Regions from separate parts of the Gossypium hirsutum genome. Here regions 1 and 3 are each linked to region 2. The links are chromatin contacts, called in public Hi-C maps. All regions are on one chromosome and are shown on one strand. The core of a region is the stretch at or near the end of the contact, and the rest is flanking DNA. Distances in the headings are between cores, read along the strand shown.

The links. A called contact is a pair of places that touch in the nucleus more often than the background predicts.
Region 1: a Hi-C map of leaf shows a contact between it and region 2, with 2.3 times the contacts expected there. The contact joins the promoter of LOC107918779 here to the promoter of LOC107918971 in region 2. A contact is called at or near these places in 11 of 34 Hi-C or Micro-C datasets (cotyledon, leaf and petal).
Region 3: a Hi-C map of leaf shows a contact between it and region 2, with 2.3 times the contacts expected there. The contact joins the promoter of LOC107918910 here to the promoter of LOC107918971 in region 2. A contact is called at or near these places in 3 of 34 Hi-C or Micro-C datasets (anther and leaf).

Annotation. Positions count from the first base shown.
Region 1 is chrA12:95,292,701-95,295,400 of Gossypium_hirsutum_v2.1, reverse strand. LOC107918779 (aldehyde oxidase GLOX) reads right to left here and starts at 1,413. Exons shown (of 1, transcript XM_016848361.2): 1 at 1-1,413. The coding sequence starts at 973.
Region 2 is chrA12:95,472,671-95,475,373 of Gossypium_hirsutum_v2.1, reverse strand. It overlaps LOC107918971 (ACD11 homolog protein), which reads right to left and starts at 1,422. Exons shown (of 3, transcript XM_016848527.2): 1 at 1,092-1,422; 2 at 832-1,004; 3 at 82-697. The coding sequence starts at 1,310. The coding sequence ends at 445. It overlaps LOC107918649 (a long non-coding RNA gene), which reads left to right and starts at 2,361. Exons shown (of 2, transcript XR_001690186.2): 1 at 2,361-2,703.
Region 3 is chrA12:95,698,140-95,700,839 of Gossypium_hirsutum_v2.1, reverse strand. LOC107918910 (probable carboxylesterase 6) reads left to right here and starts at 1,384. Exons shown (of 1, transcript XM_016848483.2): 1 at 1,384-2,700. The coding sequence starts at 1,447. The coding sequence ends at 2,463.

The DNA.
Region 1 (2,700 bases), core at 164-2,663, 180 kb after region 2:
TCAGCCTGCCACATGTCCTCGACGCTTCTACAAAAACCTTCATCTTATCCGACTTCATGAATGCCCCCGCGGGTGCACCGCCGCAAATGAGCACCTCAACCACCGGAGGCCACCTCCCAGACAGCCTCAATGGAAGCATGACCGAAGAGCCGGTACTAGGATAGTTTCTCTTATCATCTCCAGGAATAAGAGGGAACTGTTTTAGAACAATGTCCCTTTTATAATCAAACAATATGGATTTTTTGTTAGCGAATATGAATAGATTCCCATCTGGCAATAAATGCAAGAAAGGGTAAAGATTGTTCTCTTCAGGGTCCCTAGTTTCCACCAAGAAACGAAGGTAAAAGCTCTTGCTGTTGTTGAGGGCGTCATTTTTAGGGTAAAACTCGTAGGTAAAGACCCTTCTACCGCCAAGAATGATGATTCGTCCGTCAGGTAAAACTTGGTTAGTAGCGTACCATCGACGGTCGACAAGGCGAGTAGCGTTGAGTTCATTCCAGTCGCAGGCGACAGAGTCGGCGCTACATGGGGCGAAGGTGCGAATGACGTGGTCGCCTTCATTGAATCCGCCGGTTTGTATAAGGGTACCGTTGGGGTCGAGGGCACCGGAAGAGCAAAAGGTGTCTGTTAAGACGTGGAGGGGACGGAGAGTGTTGGATACGACATCGTAAAGGACAGAGTGGGTAGTGCAGTCGGTTTTAGGACAGAAGCTGCCGGGGGGTAATGAAATGTTGGAAGAGCCGAAATCCGTACGGTCAAAGATGACAACTTTGTTGTTTGGTAGGAGTTGGAGGTGCATGGCGGAGACGCCTACGCTTGATTGTAAGAGCTGCCAGTTACCCCCTGATACATTGGAGGAAGGCGAGGTTTGGTTGACCAAAAGCCATGGGTCAGCTTTAGATAACTTCAAGAAAGAATAAAGAATGCATAAAGAGGAGAAGATCATGAAAAGAGATGGATTCTTGAACCCCATTTTAGCTGGTTCTTGATGGCCAACCAGAGATTTTAACGGGAATTGATTGGTGTAGGAATATATTAGTATGGAAAGAGAAGAGATTGCAGCATGTGAAGCTGATGAGTTACAAAACACCGGATGTTTAGTATTAAAATTAGGGAAATATTAAAAAGAAAGAGATGCCGCTGCCTGTCAATGTTTGGAGGGGACTTATATGACACTGCGGAGTATATAGATGGGTTTGATTCATAGTGGCCAAGTTTGAGAAAACTTTGTAATGGCTGAGGAGTGCGGACTTTATTATTGTCTTCCAAGAGAGACAGCTTTTTAGTTTTTTTTCCTTTCAAGTAAGGGAATTGAAAATTTTGGAAAGAAAGCTTGTGATTGTAAAGGATGATTGCTTAAGTGTGGATTTAAATTGAAAATATATCTACGTGTGGGAATTAGGGTTTGTAATAATGGAAAATATGTTGCTTCATGGTCTGTGATTCCATTTTTGGAATCACCGGTCAACTCTTTGTGATATAAGATTTAAATTTGCATTTATGATTTAGGTTTACTATCTAAGTAACTCTTTAGCATTATTTTTAGAAAGTACAACTTTGAATTTTTACTAAATGTTTTTCAAACTAGAAAAATGCTTTAGAAAACAAAAGTGCTTTTCGACTTTCAAAAAAGTTTAATTACCTATTTCCTCTCATTTATCTCACTCAAAATAAGTTTTTTTTTTTCATTTCCATTTCTAAAACTATTTAAAATATAACATTAAAGCTTAAACCAAAACTTTTCATATTAAAGCTACAATTTTAGATTTAAAATTAAACTTTTCAAAAGCTAACTCTTGGCATTAGTATTTGGTGTTTAAGTTAATATATAATTTAGTATTTATGAGTATTGTTGTAGAAGGCATATAATAATGGAGAAGCTCGTGAATGTTTGTCGGATCAACGCGTAGGGGTGGTTTAACTTTCAATGGTTCATCGTTAGCGATGATGTTGGGTTGTGATTGAGAAGCTAACATGGTTAGCCAGGCTGGGCGAATCTTGATTCGTAACTTACAAGTGGCAAAGGGGTCCCCACCACTGTTGGATTTTTGTCTATCATATCGTAAGCGGCGGCCCGGTTAACATACGTATCTTTCACATGGCCTTATCAGTTTCATTTTGATAATTAATTTCAAGTTCTCTATCAAATATATAGATTACTAGTTTTTTTTTTTGAAAATGTTATATTTCAAAAATAATAAGATTGAAAAAGTAAAAGCAAAATAATTTCAATTTTTTATTTTTTGATATTTATTTGAAAATTGGTAATTTAATTTTAAAATTTATTTTAAAGAGGTTGATTGTATATGTCAATTAAAATATATTAAATTATATTCATATATATATTGTTAAACAATTATTTTACCCGTGTGAGATGCACTAATTTTTGTATCTATCAATTAAAATAAATTAAATCATTTTGTAATTTTTTAATAAATTTCATTAATTATTTATGGAAACTAAATTTAACTTTATAATTTTTTATACAATATTATGTTTTTATAACTATTTTTGTAAATATATAAATTTTATTAATGAATATATAAATATATATTAGATTAAGTGAATATTTATTGTTATCATATAATATATCGAAATACATGTATTTTTCAAAGCTATTTACAGACTTATAATACTTGCCAAATTATATGCATTTTTTTCTCAAATATGTGTGTTGGAATATACATATATATCTTAAAA
Region 2 (2,703 bases), core at 173-2,672:
TAAGCTAGTGATTTTCTTGCCGGCAAGCATAAAAAAATTGGGACTTATCTTGTACAATAAAAAAAAATATAAAGGCATGGATTTGCTGCTGGATTTTTGTCAAAGTAAATCAGAGTGTGTTTAGGACTGACTTTACAATATCCATAAAGAAAAACTTTTAAGTGTAGTAAGGCAAATTCTCTTGTTTTCTGTCAGCTCTCAGCTTTTTTTAATGTAAAAATAAACCAAAGATTCCTTTCTTGAAGATAGAACAATATTGTTTTCCATGGAATCAGTTGGTTTTATTATAAACAAACAAATAACCTGAACTTCTTTCCTTGTATGAATTGAAACCCAGGATTGTGTCATTAGACTTTGAAGATGCTTCCATGTGGGAACAAACAAGGTTGTTCATGATTTAGATTTTTGCAGGTCGAAAGAAAGACCCCCAAATTGATAACTAATTCACCAGTCCAAGCTGATCTTTCTAGAAATATAAAGCTTATCGATGTAATCAATCAGTGGGCGTGAAGCTTTGATGTACCTTCTCATTTTCTTCTTTGCTGAATGATCTGTTTCGTTGAGTTTCAGCAAAAGTTGTTCCCTTGATGGAAGTGTATGCATTCCGGCAGAAACAGCAGTCCTTACCGCCCATGTGTGATACGGTGCACATACTTGAGCATAAGCCGTTGAAGCTGCGTTTCTCAATGAGTAATCCCTACAACAACAACAACAAAAAGAAAAGGTAAATTCAAGCAACAAGCACTTAGAGATGCTCACATTCAAGGATAATACCAGGATTCTCTCGAGAGAAAAATAAAGAGTTAAAAGATGGAAGCGCATATAACGTACTTGGATGACAAAAATTGTTCAAATAAAGCTCGTACGAGGTCAAGACCCTGTCTAACACGACGCAGATCTCGTGAAGGGCTTTTCTGTTTTTTCACTGTCCCATTACCTACATCTGCATCAACTATATTTTCTAGAGTGGCAAACCTCTTTGATGCTTCCACAAGATTACCTACCTGATTTAAACCATCCATCCATCATCAATTAATAAATTAAAGTTTCAGTGATAGGTTCCAAATAGAGAGGGGGGAAATCAAATAAACCTTGGCGACATACTCCATCTCCGCGAATTTGAAGGCGAGACCGAGGGAGTTAAAAAGAACAGAAACCAAAGAACAAGCATCGCAGAATTTATCCAACGGAAGCCCTTCATCCTTGGTTCCACACTGCGATAACTCTTCAAACGCCTGCGCTATTGTAAACAATGGAGTTTTGGTCGCCATTTTTAATGTCTTCCCTAGAGAATTGCCAAAATCATTCATCTGCTGCGAATGGGGTCATGCATCTTTTATTTATCTTTTAATTAAAAAGCCGTGTTCGTTTGAAAACCGTCCAAGGCTTTGAAGTTTCGGCATGGAAACAAGAATCGTGTTGCGTGCTGATGCTGTGAAATAAACACAGGTGTTCTGGGGAAGTCAAAAGATCACACTAGAAACACGATTTGCCTACGGAAATGAAGTTAGTAATAAATATAGGAAAATTCCAACATATTTTTCAACTCTTCTGGTTTGGACCAAATGTATCAACGTCATCCAATTCCAAACCCCAAATTCAGATTCTAAACATCATCTACTCTTTCCAAATTTAACATTTACTATTTATATTTTAATTTTAAAATATTTTTTATTCAAAAATCTTGAAGCTACTAAATTAACTTTTCAACCTCCAACATTTATAATTTTGACCCCTTTAAGATCACATAAAATTTTAATTTTTTTTAATATAAATTTTTTTAATCTTTTTTAAAATTTTAAATAAAAATAAAAATAATTAAAAACTCTTTAAATTTCAGAAAAATAAAAAATATAAATGATTTTAAAATATAAATTTTTCCCAAAATTCAATGTAGTCTAAATTAGATTGAACCAACCAATTAAACAATGAACCAACTAGGGTATCAAACCGAGAGGTAAAAAATCAGTTCAGCCATGAATTGATATAAATTGGTTGAACCGACAATTGAACAAATTTCAAACTAATTTGACCAATTGATTCCCAAAATGATCTATCTGACTGGTTAAGAGAAAAAAAATGTTAAAAATATAAAAATATTTTCAACTACCAATTTAACAAGTTTTTTAGCCAAATTCAACCAACCCAAACCAGCTTGTGGATCAACCAGTTTTTTACCTCTCACTAGATCGATACCTTAGTTGATTATTAATTCAATTGGTTTGATCCGATTAAGATAAATTTGATTTTTTTATATTTTAAAAATACTTTAATTTTTTTAATTTTTAAGAGTGTTAAATTTTCTTTTCATTTTTTTAAAAATTGGGTTAAATCTAATTTTAGTACTCAAATTTATCTATTTTTTTCAGATTGGTACTTAAATTTTTTTTCCATCAATTAAATTAATATTTGAGTCTAATGTAAGATTATGACATGTAATATAAATTACATCATGTTGATATCATAATCTAAAAGAAATAATTTTTTTTCTTTTTGACTTTTCTCTCCCGTTTCCGCTCTCTTCTGCCGTTTTCAACTAAAAATCAATTTTTATTTTCCAATAGCCAAAAACCAATATCCAAAAAAATCCCAAATCTTAATCCCCAATTTTGTTTCTTCTTCTTCATCATCTTCTCTCAACCGAAGTTGTTGCCTCTATCACCGTCGGCGGTTGGCCTCCTTACTTTTATTTTTTCTTCTTCC
Region 3 (2,700 bases), core at 135-2,634, 230 kb before region 2:
TTATCTTAAATATTGTTATATAAAAATTTTGATAAATCAAAATTAACATTTTCAAATATAAAGCTAAGATATATATATAATATTTTAAAATTTGATTTTCTACGATAAAAATGTTAATGATTTAAACCTTTTTATCTAACGGTATGTATGAGATGAAAAAATAATATAATTTATTTAATTAATAGGATCGATCGATGACAAGATAGAAAGAATTCATAAAATAATTTTGTAGAGAAATTATAGAAAAGTAAAAATTCCTGCCATTAATAAAACACGTACACTTTGCCTTGAAAAGATGCTATTGGGAGGCAACCTACAAAAGTTTGGACGATGGTGTTTTTGACTCCACTACATCACATGTCTCTCAATTCGTCAACAATATTAGGCCTCATTTTCTAAAGTAAACTTTCCTTTACATATTGCCGGCCTACACATATGCTTATATCATAACATCGATAGTGCTTCAATATCTATCTGTCCTTCAACCCCCCCCCCCCGCCCCAAAGAACTTCCCCCCTTGCACTTAGATTGTGCCTAAAATAGAAGGAGTACGTTCTAGCTCGCTCACACTTTAAGATTCAAGCCCTCCGCAAGTCACCGGCATTATGACTATGTATTTTAGACCTAGAATTTGTGACATAAAGTTCAATGTATGTCATTCTTTTAGTGGGTGACGGTTCTAAGGGTCTTGCAAAGGTAGTGGAGATGAGACAATGAAATTACCCATCGGGAGGATGGATTCCAATGTGAAATGATTAATAGATATAGCTATGGAATGGTGAAGTATGAGAAACAATATTAAAAAAAAGACTAGAGGCCTCCTTTGACTTCTGTTTTAATTAATAATATTGAGAGAGGATGACCGAAAGTCCTTTATGTAAATAATTTATCATAGCTACGTCAAAATCACATGTTTTTCCTTCGTAATTAAGCCGATCAGAATTTGTTCAAACCTTAGATAAAGGTATTTTATGTTTGGATTTTAATATGGAATAAAATATTATTTAAGGTTATTTATTGCATATAATAATATCTTCAATTAATATAATATGTACTACCTTTCAAAAAAATACATATATAATATTTACTAATTTAAAAAAAAATGTTGTGGCCCCAAATAAAGCTATAATTCACAAACAAGCCATCAAGATTGAAAGTGCTTTACAACGAAGATGAGTCAAAGCATCCCACAATTCAGCAAAAACGTTGGCTCGACTCTGACCCCCACACGCTTTGGTTCCACGTGAAGACATGTGGCTAGTACCCAATTTCCCACTTGGCAGTGAATTATGGGACAACATCTTCTCCTTTCATATTCTAATCTAACCACCCCTCTCGCTTTATTCTATCTTGTTTTCCTATATAAGCTGTCTAAAATATAACCAAGAATCCCAATCTATTACTTGTTTAACATATATAACTTGAGCGAGGAGAAGAAGAAGAAGAATGGCTACCATTGCAATGGATCCAAGTTTAAGCCTACAGATTGGGAGAGGCTCAAATCAACATGGAGCTGTGCCTGTGAAAGAAGAAATTCAAGGGCTGATTAAAGTGTACAAAGATGGACATGTGGAAAGACCACAGATTGTCCCATATGTTACCCGAGCATTGCCTCCGGAGTTGGGTGTGACAACGAAAGACTTTGTCATCGACAACTTCACAAATGTTTGGGCACGTTTTTATGTTCCAAAGTCAAACTGGAAGCTCCCTTTGGTGGTTTACTTCCATGGGGGAGGGTTTTGTCTTGGCTCTGCTGCTTGGAGTTGCTACCACGAGTTTCTAGGAAAACTAGCCGCCAAAGCTGGTTGCTTGATCGTCTCTATTAACTATCGTTTGGCGCCGGAAAACCCACTTCCTGCTGCTTATGAAGATGGGGTGAAGTGTCTCATGTGGCTAAAACAGGAAGCACTAAAGGGGTGCAGTGAATGGTGGTCTAAACAGTGCAATTTGTGTAGCGTCTTCTTAGCCGGTGATAGTGCTGGTGCTAATATTGCACATAATGTGGCAACGAGACTTAATTCAAATAATCTTTACCCTTTGACTCTTAAAGGTACTATCTTAATACAACCGTTTTTCGGAGGGGAAGCCCGTACAAATTCCGAAAAGAATATGGTCCAATCTCCTCGCTCTGCCCTCAGCCTACCAGCTTCGGATACATATTGGCGATTAGCATTGCCATGTGGCACCAACCGTGACCATCCATGGTGCAATCCATTGGGAAAGGGGTCAGCAAAAATGGAGGAGATGAAGCTTTTGCCTACCTTAGTGTGCATATCAGAGATGGACATATTGAGAGATAGGAACCTGGAGTATTGTGCTGCCTTGGGTAAAGCAGGAAAGAAGGTGGAGCATGTTTTATACAAAGGTGTTGGCCATGCATTTCAGGTTCTTAGCAAGTCTCAACTATCACAATCTCGAACAAATGAAATGATAGCTCGTGTCAAGGCCTTCGTTAATCGGTGATTATGGTCTTGTGTAAATCCATTTCCCAACTTTTTCGTTTAGTTTGTGTGCAATTGTCCCAAACCCCATAGCTAGTATACTGCTGACGAGGAAATACATGCAGCGCACATCTCTAAATACTGTGTATATAGACAAGTATAATTAACAGATATAGCTTTAAAGTGGTGGAGAAAAGCTATTTTTTGGGTTTGATTGATGGATATGTATGCGGTTCAATAGATTTAAAAAGAACATCAA